2 separate regions of the Mus musculus genome follow, and region 2 is linked to region 1. The links are chromatin contacts, called in public promoter capture Hi-C maps. All regions are on one chromosome and are shown on one strand. Each heading gives the region's core, a stretch centred on a gene start, on an enhancer-like site or on the middle of the called end of the contact. The rest is flanking DNA. Distances are from core to core; before and after follow the strand shown.

The links. Promoter capture Hi-C pulls out the DNA fragments that hold promoters and counts their contacts.
Region 2: a promoter capture Hi-C map of embryonic stem cells shows a contact between it and region 1, with 5 times the contacts expected there. The contact joins the promoter of Mael here to the promoter of Cd247 in region 1. A contact is called at or near these places in 17 of 39 promoter capture datasets (the 3T3-L1 cell line, the C10 cell line, the HPC-7 cell line and 8 more), 1 of 15 datasets of contacts at CTCF or cohesin (large pre-B cells), 1 of 484 Hi-C or Micro-C datasets (bone marrow-derived macrophages), 2 of 115 datasets of contacts at active chromatin or transcription factors (embryonic basal ganglia and embryonic stem cells) and 1 of 9 other capture datasets (embryonic stem cells).

Annotation. Positions count from the first base shown.
Region 1 is chr1:165,784,621-165,791,337 of GRCm38.p6, reverse strand. It overlaps Cd247 (CD247 antigen), which reads right to left and starts at 2,657. Exons shown (of 8, transcript NM_001113391.2): 1 at 2,452-2,657. The coding sequence starts at 2,509.
Region 2 is chr1:166,235,596-166,242,278 of GRCm38.p6, reverse strand. Mael (maelstrom spermatogenic transposon silencer) reads left to right here and starts at 3,535. Exons shown (of 12, transcript NM_175296.4): 1 at 3,535-3,744; 2 at 3,924-4,016; 3 at 5,307-5,406. The coding sequence starts at 3,613.

The DNA of each region.
Region 1 (6,717 bases), core at 1,408-3,907:
AGGAAACATGTTCCTGTGTAGCTTAAGAGGTTGAAATTTGTTGGTGTAATATTCTTCCTCTGTAAATCCCAAGTTTTGATCCATATTTGCCACAGGGCCCACCTGCCACTGGGTTTCTGTGCTGGTGTGGATGTGCCCAGAATTCACAGGAGGGACAAGTCGTATGCTATCAGGAGATGCCCATTGCTGCTTTATAAATTAAGGATCTCAGCCATAGGTTCCATCCCTGCATCTAATAATTAGTGCAATTTCTATTTATTAATTGTCTGTCATGTGTGCCTATGTGTGCATCTGTAGATCTACATAGATACACACATGCACGCATGCATGCGTATCTCTGTATATGAAACCTTGCATTCACTCCTTGCCGTCACGTCTCTTCGAGGAAGCCATTACTGTCTTTGCTTTAGAGGAAATCTAACAAAACCCAGGACCATTGAGATCCAGTGGGTGGCTCAGGGACCTGCTACTGGGAAGGGCAATGGTTAGCATGCCCCTGCCTCCTGCCTTCCTAAGAAGTAGACCTTCTCATAAACCCGAGGCTTCACACTAGAGGCGCATTTTCTCACTAGAGAGTGGACACACACGGTAGTGACCTCTGTTTTCAACCTTTGCCATGGCGGGGCAGTCAGAAGTAACAAGAAGCTGACGGTTGGCCGACAGACGTGTTCCGTGGCAGACAGACATGTTCCGTGGCAGACAGAGGTGTTCCGTGGCACCCAGCAGCTCCCTGCCTCCTCTGGCCCTCGAAATGCTCTTGTTAGACTTGGTGGACTGATTAATTAGTTCAACATTGGCTTAGTCCCCTGTGTCTGGGCTTTCTCAAAGAATTGTAAATGGGAAAGGCTTAGGCCTTTTTGGTTTGGGGTGGAAAAGACCACAGGCTTTGTGCCCTCTGGGTGGGGTTTTGTTTACTGCCAACCGTTTGTTTCTCTCCCTAACTTGCCTTAGCTTTACTTGAGCTTCAAAGCCTGCAGCGCAGGGACCAGGACCAGTGAGGTGCAGACAGAGGTGGCGAGAGAAGTTCAACATTCGCCTCCCTCCATCTTTTGAGAGCCTACGGTCATGAGTCCAGAGCTCCTGCCTGCAGTGGCTGCTCCTCTAGTCAGTGAACCTCTCTGGCTGTGAAAATGTTTCTCACTTGCCTATGAGTGAGGGCTTCTGGGGCTCCCTCAGGGGCAATTACCCTACAGCACTGTGTGAGTCACACCTGCCCAGCCCTTTCTGAGAAAAGCACTGTGCTAGGTCAGAAAAGCCCATTCCTGAGCCCTCAGAACCCCATGACGCTAGCCCAGGACTGTGCAGTTTCCTGGTGGTAACAATCATGTGTTGGCCATTCCTGCCTTGTCACCCGACAAACTGTCACCCTCAGGAGAGCTCTAAATTGGAGGAAGGGTACCCCTTACAGCTACCATCCTTGTCTTTCTAGATTCAAATACAGATTGTCCCATTTCTTGTAAAACGGCCATGACACCAATCTTGTGAGTGGTGTCTTTTGTCTTCTGTTCCCTCGCTTCCACCCCGACTGCTGAACTAGGAAGCACACTAAGGCTACCGCATGCCAAATGCCAGGCATTGGAGGGATGCAGTGGGCTCTGGCGCAAGTTGTCTTCTGGGCTGGTTGTGACTCGTGATGGTCACGTATTAACACATATTCTTCAACCTGTTGCTAGCATTTCTGTCCGTGTCTCTGGCTGCTTGGCTCAGATAGAGAGCCATGTGAGTATATCACAGAGAATCAGTATGTCATAGGGTAGCTGGTGGCTGTGATGTGGGGGACAGCCTTGACAGGGTGAGCTTAGACTTAAATGCTCTGGGCCAGAAGGTGGCAATGCGCCTTGCAAAAGGCTGCAAATATGGATGCCTACTCCGTACGCCTCCCTCCCTCCCTGCCTCAAGTTCTCTTGTAGGGGCTCGGCCTCTACCAGATGTTTCAGGATACTCAGGGTCACAGGCCATGACCCTTTCTGACTGACCATGGCAATGTCCTTTATTGGCAAAGGAGGAAAGAACGGGGCTGAGCGGCAATGCCAACCAGAGAGGGGCGGAAGGAGTCATGATATCTGGAAACCAGAGTAGAGGAGCGAGGCCTAGCTGGCTGGTGTTTCGGATCCTGTGCCGCTTCTCCCGTCCGCGCAGAGCTGTCTCAGTTGCTGACTCGCTGCGTTTCTCCTTGCCCTTTCCCTCCACAGTCTTTTTCTTTTGCCTTTATCATTAGACAATCTACAACTGTGTTTTCAAACAGCTGGCCCCCAACCGATAACCAGCTTGGCTGTCACAGAGCAGACGCCTGGGTGGGACCCAAGCCCACACTGCCGCTGCCCACTCTGCCCGTTGACTTTGGGAAGACAAGCTTTAAAAGAAGCACCAGGTCCTTGGCACCCCTCCGCTGCCCCTCAGACACACGGAGAGGCTCTAAAAGGGTCGAGCCGCGGGAAACAGAGCCCTTACCTGCTCCTGGGAACCGCACGTGGAGGATGCAGGCGAGAACAGACACTTTCCACTTCATCTTCTGCTTCCCTGGGATGGTACCCAGAGGCAGAGGCAGAGGCAGCTATGCCTGGGAGGATGAGGAGAAAAGGAGGCGCTGATGGAGTCTCTGCTGGCTTTGTTCTGTGGCTGACACCCCAGGAAGTGGAGGACTGTGGGCCTTTGAGACAGCACCTGCCAGCAAGACACCCTCTCACTCCCCCTCTCGATTCATAGGCAGGAAGTTCTGAAGGTTTGGAGGTTTGGGGTGTAAGAATGTGCATCCGTCTGAATTTTGCTTTTTCTTCAATTTGACTGTAGTTTAATGTACTTTTTTATTATTTTAATTCTTTACTAATTTGTACGTGACTCTCAATTGCTGAAGTCAGACCCTAGGCATATATCTAAGTTGCTGTGTGGCCTTGAAGCATCTCCAGACGTCAGCTTCTTTATCTGAAGCACAAAGAAAGGAGGATATTTGAGGTATAGTTCTGAACTTGGCCTCAATTCAGACCATAAATAGTGTGAAATACTATAGCTTACATTGTTTTCAAAATTCTTTTCCCTGAGACAAATCTCACTATTTAATCCAGGCTGGTCTTGAACTCACAATTTTCCCTCCTCAGCTTTCCACAGGTCAAGATTACAGTATGTGCCACCAAACCGAGGTCACATGCTTCCTCTAATTGTCAACTTTTCACCCTTGGGGTCATTTACAGTAAGAAAACGATAAAAGTCAGGCCTAGATTGCCTGCCTGTAAATCGTATCACTCATGTGGCAAAGGCAGGAGGAGTGTGAGTTTGAGGTCACACTGGACTAACAGTGAATACCTGGCCAACTTGAGCTGTGTAGCAAGACTGCCTCAAAACAAAATAAAAAATAAAACTGAGAAATAAGCATAACGGAGAGTTGTAGGTGAGTGTACACAAGCTTTGAGACGGGACAGAGACCCGGAAAGGATCATGTGGATGGGAGGGTGCCTCTGGTTTCTTTGATTTAAAAAAGAAAGTCAAGAAGTCCACAGTTACTTTTCAGTCTACCAGCCTTCTAAATGGAAAGACAATATTATCAAATCTGGAGGCAGAGAGCTGGTTCAGGTAGTTTCTGCCAAGCCTGACAGTCTGAATTCCATCTTCAGAGCCCACATGGTAGATGGGAAGCCATTCTTGTAAGATGTCCTCTGAGCTACACACACACACACACACACACACACACACACACGCACACACATAAACCACACACATACATACACCATACACACATATACCACACACATGGCATACATACACATATATACCACACATACATACACACACATCATACACACATATACTATACACATACATACCACAAATACATACACATACACACACCATACACAAATATACCTCACACATACATACACCATACACACATATACCACACACATAACATACATACATGTACATAGCACATATACATACACACACCACACACATACATACACCATATACACATATATACATACACATACACACCACACATACATACATGCACCATACACACATACATATACCACACACACATATACCACACACACATATACCACACACATACATACATATATCGATATATACATACACGTACACACCACATATACATACATATATACACACTATACAAATACACATATACAAATACCATACATATGTACACCACACACAGACACACCACACATACATACACACACACACACACACACACACCCCACAAACAAATAAATGCTAAAAATATGTTAACAAACTCTTAAAACAAGATAAACTGATTCTAGAGTTTATATGAAAGACTTAACATGTTAGACCACAAAAGACACAAGCAACCAAAACCAACATACATAAATTGAACATCATCAAATTTTAAAAGTTTTATGCCTCAAAAGAAAGTGGGAAGAAAATTTTAAAAACAGTCCACAAAATGTGTGAAAATATTTGCAAATTATATACTGGTTTTGGTCCAGTATTCAGAATGTATAAGTATGTCTACAGTTTAATAGGATAAAAATAAAAAATAAAAATTAGCCAAAGATTTAATAGACATTTCTCCAAAGAAGATAAACAAGTGGTCACTAGCACAGGAAAGCCTCGTAGTGTGTTAGTCACTAGGAAAACGCAAGCTAGACACACAAAGCATCGAAATGAGATGGTAACACAGCACAAGGAGTAAAGGGCGCACGGCTGATGAGGACCAATGAGAATGTAAGGAAACTGGTCCTCCTGCAGATGTTAAAGGGTGGACGAGGGCCCTGTGCCAAGCAATTTGACAGTTCCTTAAAATGTTAAACAGAGTTTCCACATGCCCAGAAACTCAACTAAGTAAATACCCAACAGAATCGAAAACATATGCTCTCACAGAAGCGTGTACAAGTGCTCCCGACAGCCTAATGAATAATGGCCCCAGACTGGAAGCAATTCGCCACAGCTGAGGAACGGACAAGCGGTCGTGGTGGGTTTAAACAATGGAATATAACAGCCATGAAAAGACTCGAAGAACTGTTAGATGCTACTGCTGCAAGCATGGGTAAAGCAAACCAGACTTAGAAAGCCACTTATTGTATGACTCTGTTTATATAAAATAGCCAGGGTAGGCAAGTCCGGAGAGAAAGTGGATCAGGGCTAGCCAGGAACCAAGGGCAGCAGGCAACCTGACTAGCTGCTGATTGGTGTGAGGTTTCTGTAAGGAATGATGAAATGCGTTGGATGCTTTTGTACCAGCAAATTGGATATGCTAAAGACCGTTGAAGTACACACGTGCAAATAGTGAATTTGTCACACAAACATTCTACTCCAATATATAATAATGCTAAAACAAATAAAACGTAAGGGATGTGAAATAACCCTGCCAGAGAGCCCACACTGTGAATGAGCATACAAACCTGACAGAAAAGTCTCTACCACCCTGAACGTGCCCAGCCTCGTTTGAGCTCACAAGCTAAGCAGGCTCAGGCTGGGCTAGCACTTGGGTAGGAGACTTACATATGGGTTCAGTCACGTTGCTTTAGATAAGGGTAAAAGAAAGATCCAGTGGGGCTGATGGTAAACTTTTAAGAGATAAATGGTACTAGATCAACTGGATGCCTATGAGGGAAAACCCTGTTCCTATTTCATGCTGTACACAAAAGTTACCTGAAACGTTTCATAGATACAAACATGAAAGTATGAAACAGTAACGCTTCTGGAAGGAAACACGGGTGGGTGATCTCCGTAGCAGAACACAAAAGTAAGCCTCATCAAAAATACAGTGGCCAACCGCTTCAAAACTGCCCACTGAGAATGCCGTCAGGAAAGAATGGAAGTGCCATAAAGAAGGAAAGGTCGATAGATGGCTTAAATCTAGACTATCTAAAGAACTCTTTTTTTTAAAGATTTATTTATTTATTATATGTAATAAGTACACCGTAGCTGTCTTCAGACACTCCAGAAGAGGGCATCAGATTTCGTTACGGATGGTTGTGAGCCACCATGTGGTTGCTGGGATTTGAACTCTGGACCTTCGGAAGAGCAGTTGGCGCTCTTAACCACTGAGCCATCTCGCCAGCCCTCTAAAGAACTCTTAACTCAATAGTAAGATAACCAACTCTCTAAAGGCATGGGCAGAAGGTTTAAATACAGAGTTCTTAAAAGAAGGTCCACGAATACCCAGTAAATACATAACAAGATGTTGGACATTATGAATAAGACAAATCAAATTACAATGAGGTGCTGTCCTGTACTGCCTACAAGGTGGGGAGAGTAGACTTCTCACACACCAAGGCTCATCGGTCGGTCCTGTGTTTGCAAAGGCAGCCAACCCCTCCTGAAACTTCTCCAGCTGAGAGGCCTCCCCAGCACCTACCCTTGCATATTGACCCTGGTTTATGCCCACAGTCCTTAGCTGAGGGAGACCAGCGAATAGCAGGAGGCAGGTCAAAAAGTTTCCCTCAACAGCCACTAGTTCTTTCTTTATAAATTTACAATTTATAAATAATTGTATATTTATGAATTTTAGGAGTATTTTATAAATTTATAGATAATTTATAAGATTATATTTATAAGATTCATAAAACTTACAATTTATAAATAAATTATAAGATTTGTAAAACTTATAATTTATAAATAAACTATAAATTTGTAAAACTTATAATTTATAAATAAACTATAAATTTGTAAAATAAATTATAAGTTTTACAAAGTTATAATTTATAAATAAATTAATAGAGACAGAGTTTCTCT
Region 2 (6,683 bases), core at 2,286-4,785, 450 kb before region 1:
CATGGTGAACTGACTCCTGAGAGTTGTCCTCTCAACCCCGACACTCTGTCTATGGAATGAAGGAAAACAAAACGGACAACTTTGAAGTCAGCAGAGAAATACGTGGAGCAGAAACACTGATCAATCCAACTAAAGCAGAAACGGGAGAAGGAACCCTATAAAAATAGACACGGAAAAGAATAAGGTATTTTGTTCCAGAAACTAGAAAAAGAAATGCAAAGCAGCCTAAAGTAGAAAGGGCGAATGCATTTAAAGCAGAGAGGGGTGAAAAGAAAAATGTTACAGTTTCTCAACAGAACAAAACTCAGATTATTTAAATGATCGATGAAAACAGTTTAGCAAATACTAGGAAAAGACTTGGGGCATGGGGCAAGAGGGCTGGAGAGATGGTTCAGTGGTTAGAGCACTGGCTGTTCTTCCAGAGGACCTGCGTTCAATTCCTAGCAACCACATGGTGGCTCACAACCATCTGTAATGGGATCTGATGCCCTGTTCTGATGTGCATGAGAATAGAGCACTCACATAATTAAATAAATAAATCTTTTTGAAAGGAAGAAAAACAGAAAAGGCTTGTACAGCTTAAATAATATTAGAAAAAAGGGAGATGGTATGTATTTTTAAATTATAAACAAGTGTTACATTTATTTTTATGCCAATCTTTAAAATAAATTTTATTAGACTGCATTTTATACAGAATGAAATGCATGCAATTTGGGGGCTGGAGAGATGATTCAGGGGTTAGCAATTCTAACTGTTCTTCCCAAAGGACCTACGTTCAGCTCCCAGCACCTATATGGCAATTTACAACAATCTCTTAACACCAGTTCCAGGGAACCCAATGCCCTCTAAGGCCTGCACGTGGTGCATAGACATACATGAAGGAAATACACCAATACACCTAAAATGTTGTTTTGAAAATGCCTATGCCTAAAAATAGAATTTGATAAACGACACACCCTGCCTGTAACCACTACAAAGCACAAAATAGTTTGCCATTTCCACAGTTTTCCAATCTTTTCTTACCTCCAGGCCTGCCTCTAGCTATTACTGCTAATCTGCTATCTCTAATTTCATACTCTTACCTGTCTCAAGAGCTGTATCCACTGTGTCATAGAGAATGCTTTCTTCCACTTAGCAACATTTCAGAATTCATGTAGAGTATCCAGATTAACTCACCTCTTCGAATTCCCCAGTTGTCTACCATATTATATACCACAATTTACTAATTCAACTGTTGATGGCTTTGGGCCATTCCTTGTGGGTCTGTTTATGAACAGAGCTGTTATAAATTCATCTAGAAGCCTTCGTTTCATGCAAGTCCATTTCTCCAGACTGGAATTGCTGAGTCAAGCAGCTAAGTGTAAGAAGGGCCTGTCAAGATGTTGTCTCATCCATATTCATTGAACTTTCAGTAGCCTTATCTCCTCATCAGATCTTATACCAGTACACTTGCAGTCTCAAATGTAAGATAGGTTTCTAAAAGAAATGGCTGAAGAAAACTGCAAAGACAATTCATGCCAGATACCAAGAAGGTTCAGCTCCCCCCCTTCTGCCCTCCAAGGGTTGTCAGTATCAGAGCTTAAACAAACAAACAAAAAAATGTACCAACTTTCCAAAGACGCATTAATTCTCGTCTCTTACTCAATCCTATGGGAAAAGGGGCATTCATTTTATGAGGCAGTAACAACCCTGATACCAATATTTAGTAAGAACAGCTGTCCAATCACGTGTGACTTGGGTCTTGGAACCCTCCCTAACCACAGGCAGAGATGGAATAAAGAAAGAACAGATGTACACAGACCCACAGTGTCGCTGGGATCTGGTGTGAGTCTTCTAACCTGCTGATACCTAGAACCTCAATATATCTATTAGGTACCAAAGAAGGGGAGTTAGCGAGTCGCCATAGGAGGTCTGTGCAGGTGAGCAGTTTCAGACTGTAAACATCCACTCGGGGGCCACAGTAATTGCTAGCACTGAGCAATCAATTATTCATTCATAAACATTCATTCTCATACTCTCCAGGAAAGCTTTATCATTTCTCTGGCGCCTGGCCCATATAGGTAACAACTTTGCCAGTTTCTCACTGGTATGTTTTGGGTCATGGTCCTGCCCACGTCAACAAAAGCACATTCTTTCGGGACGCTACTCACTCAGAACTTCCTCTGATCCCTAAAGGAAGCACCACAAAAACAATCCATTATCTACTAAGACAGAAAAACGTTTTTAAAGTGTCAGCAACACTTCAAGTGTCAGCGACGATTCATGATCAAGAAGAGTGTATACTATAAATGTTGACTGGTTCAATACCAGAAAAATTTAGCAACATTACTAGCAAACAATTAAAACTGAGGTCATTGCTAGGCTGGGACTCCTGTTCAGTCTCTTCACAAGCTGGAAAACCCTGTTTATTCCCCTTCCACCAACTCCACCTACAAAGAAAAAACACCTCACTACTCAGTGTTCCAGCAACCCACCCATGAGTGCCTGCTCAGGGGCTCACTTTTTGACCATGTAAGGGCAAATACCAGCTCCTAACTCACATGTCATCACCCCATGCCCAAGACCCATTAAAAAACCAACCAACCAAACAAACAAAAAAACTAACCCTTGTTTTTGCCTGGATATGTGACCTTGCTGACCTTGACCTGTGAAATCCGATGAACCCACCAGAGAGCTGCCTCCAAATAAACCTGCCATTATCTACTTTTAATCTGGTCTAATCTGGCTGATTATCTGTCAGTGACAGAGAGAAAAGATGATCAAGTTATCTGAAAAGATAAAAATTTTAAATGAATTTTCAACTCTACTTATACACAAATTAAGTAACTCGAATACACAAAGGAATGTAGTTGGGAAGTGCAATGAGAAAACCCAGGCAAGATCAAGCAGCACAGTTTGAACCAGTATGAGAACTCACTATTACTAAATACACAGGCTCAACCTTGAGTCAGCAGTAACCAAGTAGATGAGAAAAGCATTTCACAATAACTTCGAAAAATGATACCTACTAATAAAACTGACCCCTCCCCAAATTACCCAGACCTTATAAGAAAGCCTATAAAACTTTATTCATGGATGTTTTGTGAAACAGAAGTTTTCAAATATGTTGTGGTTGTTGTTGTTGTTTGTCGTCGTCTTGAAAACACCCTCCTGTCCCCACCTTTTCCCTCTCAGTGCTTTACACAAGCTCGCTAGTTCGGGAATGTGAAACACCCAGGAACCGAAAGCACCTGCGAGTCCTCTTCCTACTAACGGGGTACATCAAGCAACAATGTACAGGGAAAAAATAATAATAAAAGTACCAGGCCTACCACGTGACAATCCCCGCCTACCGGGCAAGCGAGTCAGCCAATCACAGTGCTCTCCCCACCTGCGCCTCGCTCCTCCTCCCTCCCGCCCCCTCCGCCCCCTCACGCACGAGGTGGAATCCAGTTTCAGGCTGTTTTCACCCCCACAGCAGGGGGCCCAATGCGGCTGCGCGCTGCACCCTGATTGGCCAAGTGCCGGGCTGAAGCGCGCGCAGGCTCCGAGCTCGGTTACTAAGGGCGGGAGCCCGGCAAGGGCGCCGGCTGCTTGCTGCGTCTCTGGAGGGCGTCGAGGCCCGACGACGCCATGCCCAACCGCAGGGCCAGCCGCAATGCCTACTATTTCTTCGTACAGGAGAAGATTCCCGAACTGCGCCGGCGAGGCCTGCCGGTGGCCCGCGTGGCAGACGCCATCCCCTACTGCTCGGCCGACTGGGCGGTGAGGCAGCGGGCAGTTGGGCAGCGGGGAGGGCGCGGTGGGAACCCAGCCTGGGGGGAGCCCGTGGAGGGGACACAGCCCAAGGGCAGGACCAACCGACAGAACCTTCCAGAACCGGGGTGTGGATCGGACGCCTCACCCTCACAGCTCGCCTCTCTTGTATCCCTCTTCTCCCCAAGCTCTTGAGGGAGGATGAGAAGGAGAAATACTCAGAAATGGCTCGAGAGTGGAGAGCAGCCCAGGGAAAGGATTCTGGGCCTTCAGAGAAGCAGGTAAGGGCAGCCACCTCTCGCCCGCCCACCCTTGGACTCCAGCCACGGTGGAGCCCGAGGAACCTTCGGGAAGTTTCCAGATAGTGCAGAAGCCCCAGGGGAAAGGCAGGTTTGGGGTTGGGGGTCAGGGTTTGCACTAAACGGCTCCCCGACTGCCTTTCAGTTCTTACCGGTTAGACAGCTGTAATAATAATTTTTAAAAAGCGTAGGCTTTTATTTAAATGGTTCCTAGAAACAAGCTTGTTAACAGTTCTTTAAATATTGTAATAACAAGACGTGAAGACCTGGGTTAACATTTGTAGATCCTACAGAACCCCCCCCCCCCCCAAATAGTTAAGCAAATTCCAGAGTATTGGGATAGTAGACTACTAAGTCAGTATCTACAAGGTCAATAAAGAAGTCTTTTTCTTCTCCCTTATGCTGCTTTTCTGTTTGTACATACCGAAATTTCATTCTTAAATTTGTGACATTGGATTGAAATTCAAAATTGTGGCAAGTTATTTGTAAATATGGTAGGTAGATTTACATTTTAAGTTGATGTCTTAAGTCAGGTGGATTTTTGAGGATCTGTGCTTGTGAGCTTTGATTGCTCTTATCAGATTTTTCTATAAAACATATCTCCTTAAGGGACTAGTGATGGCTCACTGGCTAAAAGCTCTGGCTACTCTTCCAAAAGTTCCAGATTTGAGTCGGTGCACCCACATGGTGACTCACAGCCATCTGTAACTCCAGTTCCCAAGGGTTCTGATGCCCTCCTCTGGCTTCCACTGGTGCTGCGCACACACACGTGACACACATACATGCAGCCAAGCACACACACGGGGGGGGGGGGGGGGGGGAATGAAAATTTGAAGAAAAAATTCTCCACAAAACTTAAGTATATTGTACGTGCTTGAGTTGTGATAGTTGGAGGCACAACCTTTTGTAATTTTCACTTTTAAATGAAAACCACAAATAACATTATAGACTTTAGGATTTTGTTCTGTTTTCTTTAAATACTCTTATTCTGCACACCAGCCTGGCGTTTAGTAGGTAGTGACTCGGGGAAGTAAGATGATAGAGAGTGCGCAAATGGCTTTCAGCTATAGCTACTTATACTCGCCTTCCCATAGAGTGCTGTGGTTGGCTGGTATTTACTGATAAAAATAATGTTTTCATTGGCCTTGAGGGAATGCTGACATAGTCCACGGGCTATTTTGAGGTTACTTTATTACATTTAAATATGGGAAGTAAAGTATCTAGCAATGGCTCTGCTTAAAAGTGTTTGATTGGTGATTCTCTTACTTTCAGAAACTTGTATCTACACCACTGAGGAGGCCAGGCATGCTTGTACCAAAACCAAGTATTTCTCCCCCTGATATGTCAAATTTATCTATAAAAAGTGATCAAGGTAGAGTATTCCTAAAATACTTCACTCAAATTTGGATAGCATATTGGGCAATTTTTTAAAAAATGTTCTGTATGATGTGGGAGGATGGAAATAGTGTTTGCCATGCCATGGAAAGGACCTGCACCCATATAAAGAGTGGTGGTCATGCTAGCTTATAATCCCTGTGCTGGGAGGTGGAGACACAACAGCTAGGCAGCCTGGCTAGTTAGTAAACCTCAGATGCCCATGAGAGATCCATCACAAAGAAACATGGACAACTCCTAGAGAGTGACACTAGAGATTGGTGTGTGATAGCCTCACTCAAGGACATCAAGTCCCCACACCCATGCAAGTGCATCCCACCCCCAAAATGTGTTTTGTTCATTTGATCCTACATTTCAAAATCCTTGACTATACAGGTTTAAACATGCTAGCACTGATGGAATGCTGGATAAACTAATTTGCATTTGTTGAAATAATACTGGGAAGTTATTGTAACAAAAGTCTCTTGGTTTCTACCACTTCATATATTATAAAACATTAGTCTTCTTTGTAGCTTCCATACTTAGATTATAGAGGTAGACAAGAAGGATAAGGCTTTTAACCTATTTCCCAGTCTAGTAAGAGTGGATTCTAAGTGTTGAAATACAAAAACAGGAGGTTATGGATTGATGGATCCGTTAACTAGCTTGACTTTTAATCATTCCACAATTTATAAATACATTGAAGCCCTGTGGTAACCCATAAAGATGTACTATTATTATTTGCCAATTAAGAATAAGGAATTTTAAAATATCCTGGGGTGGGCAGGCATGAAGCAAAGATAAATTATTTCACTACCTTAGAGGAGAATGTAGCTAAGGGCTTTTTCTGTTCCTTCTGGCTGTCTTTATTGTGTTCTGCCTTCGTTTAACACAAACTTTTAACATTGGTCTTCCATGGCCAGGGCTAGTCCCACATATTTCTCATGTATATAGGTGGTCTTCTCTATAGTAGCAGAAAGTACAAAGGCAGAGAACTAAATTTCCATAGCTATGGCTCTACTTCATTTGTTCTCTTGGACTTTATTCCCCAAACCTATTTGTTGCATATGTCACAACTTATGTATCTGCTGAAATTAATGCTAACCTATAGCTGAATCATGTAAAAGCTGTTGCAAGACTGAATACTTTTATTGTTTTATATAAAGAATGGTTACTACTTAAATTCTTGACAAATGTGGTTGCAAAGTTTTTTACTTACCTGGTATAATTGAGTTTTCTCTTTTATGATTCACTAGCAAAGACAGAACACATACC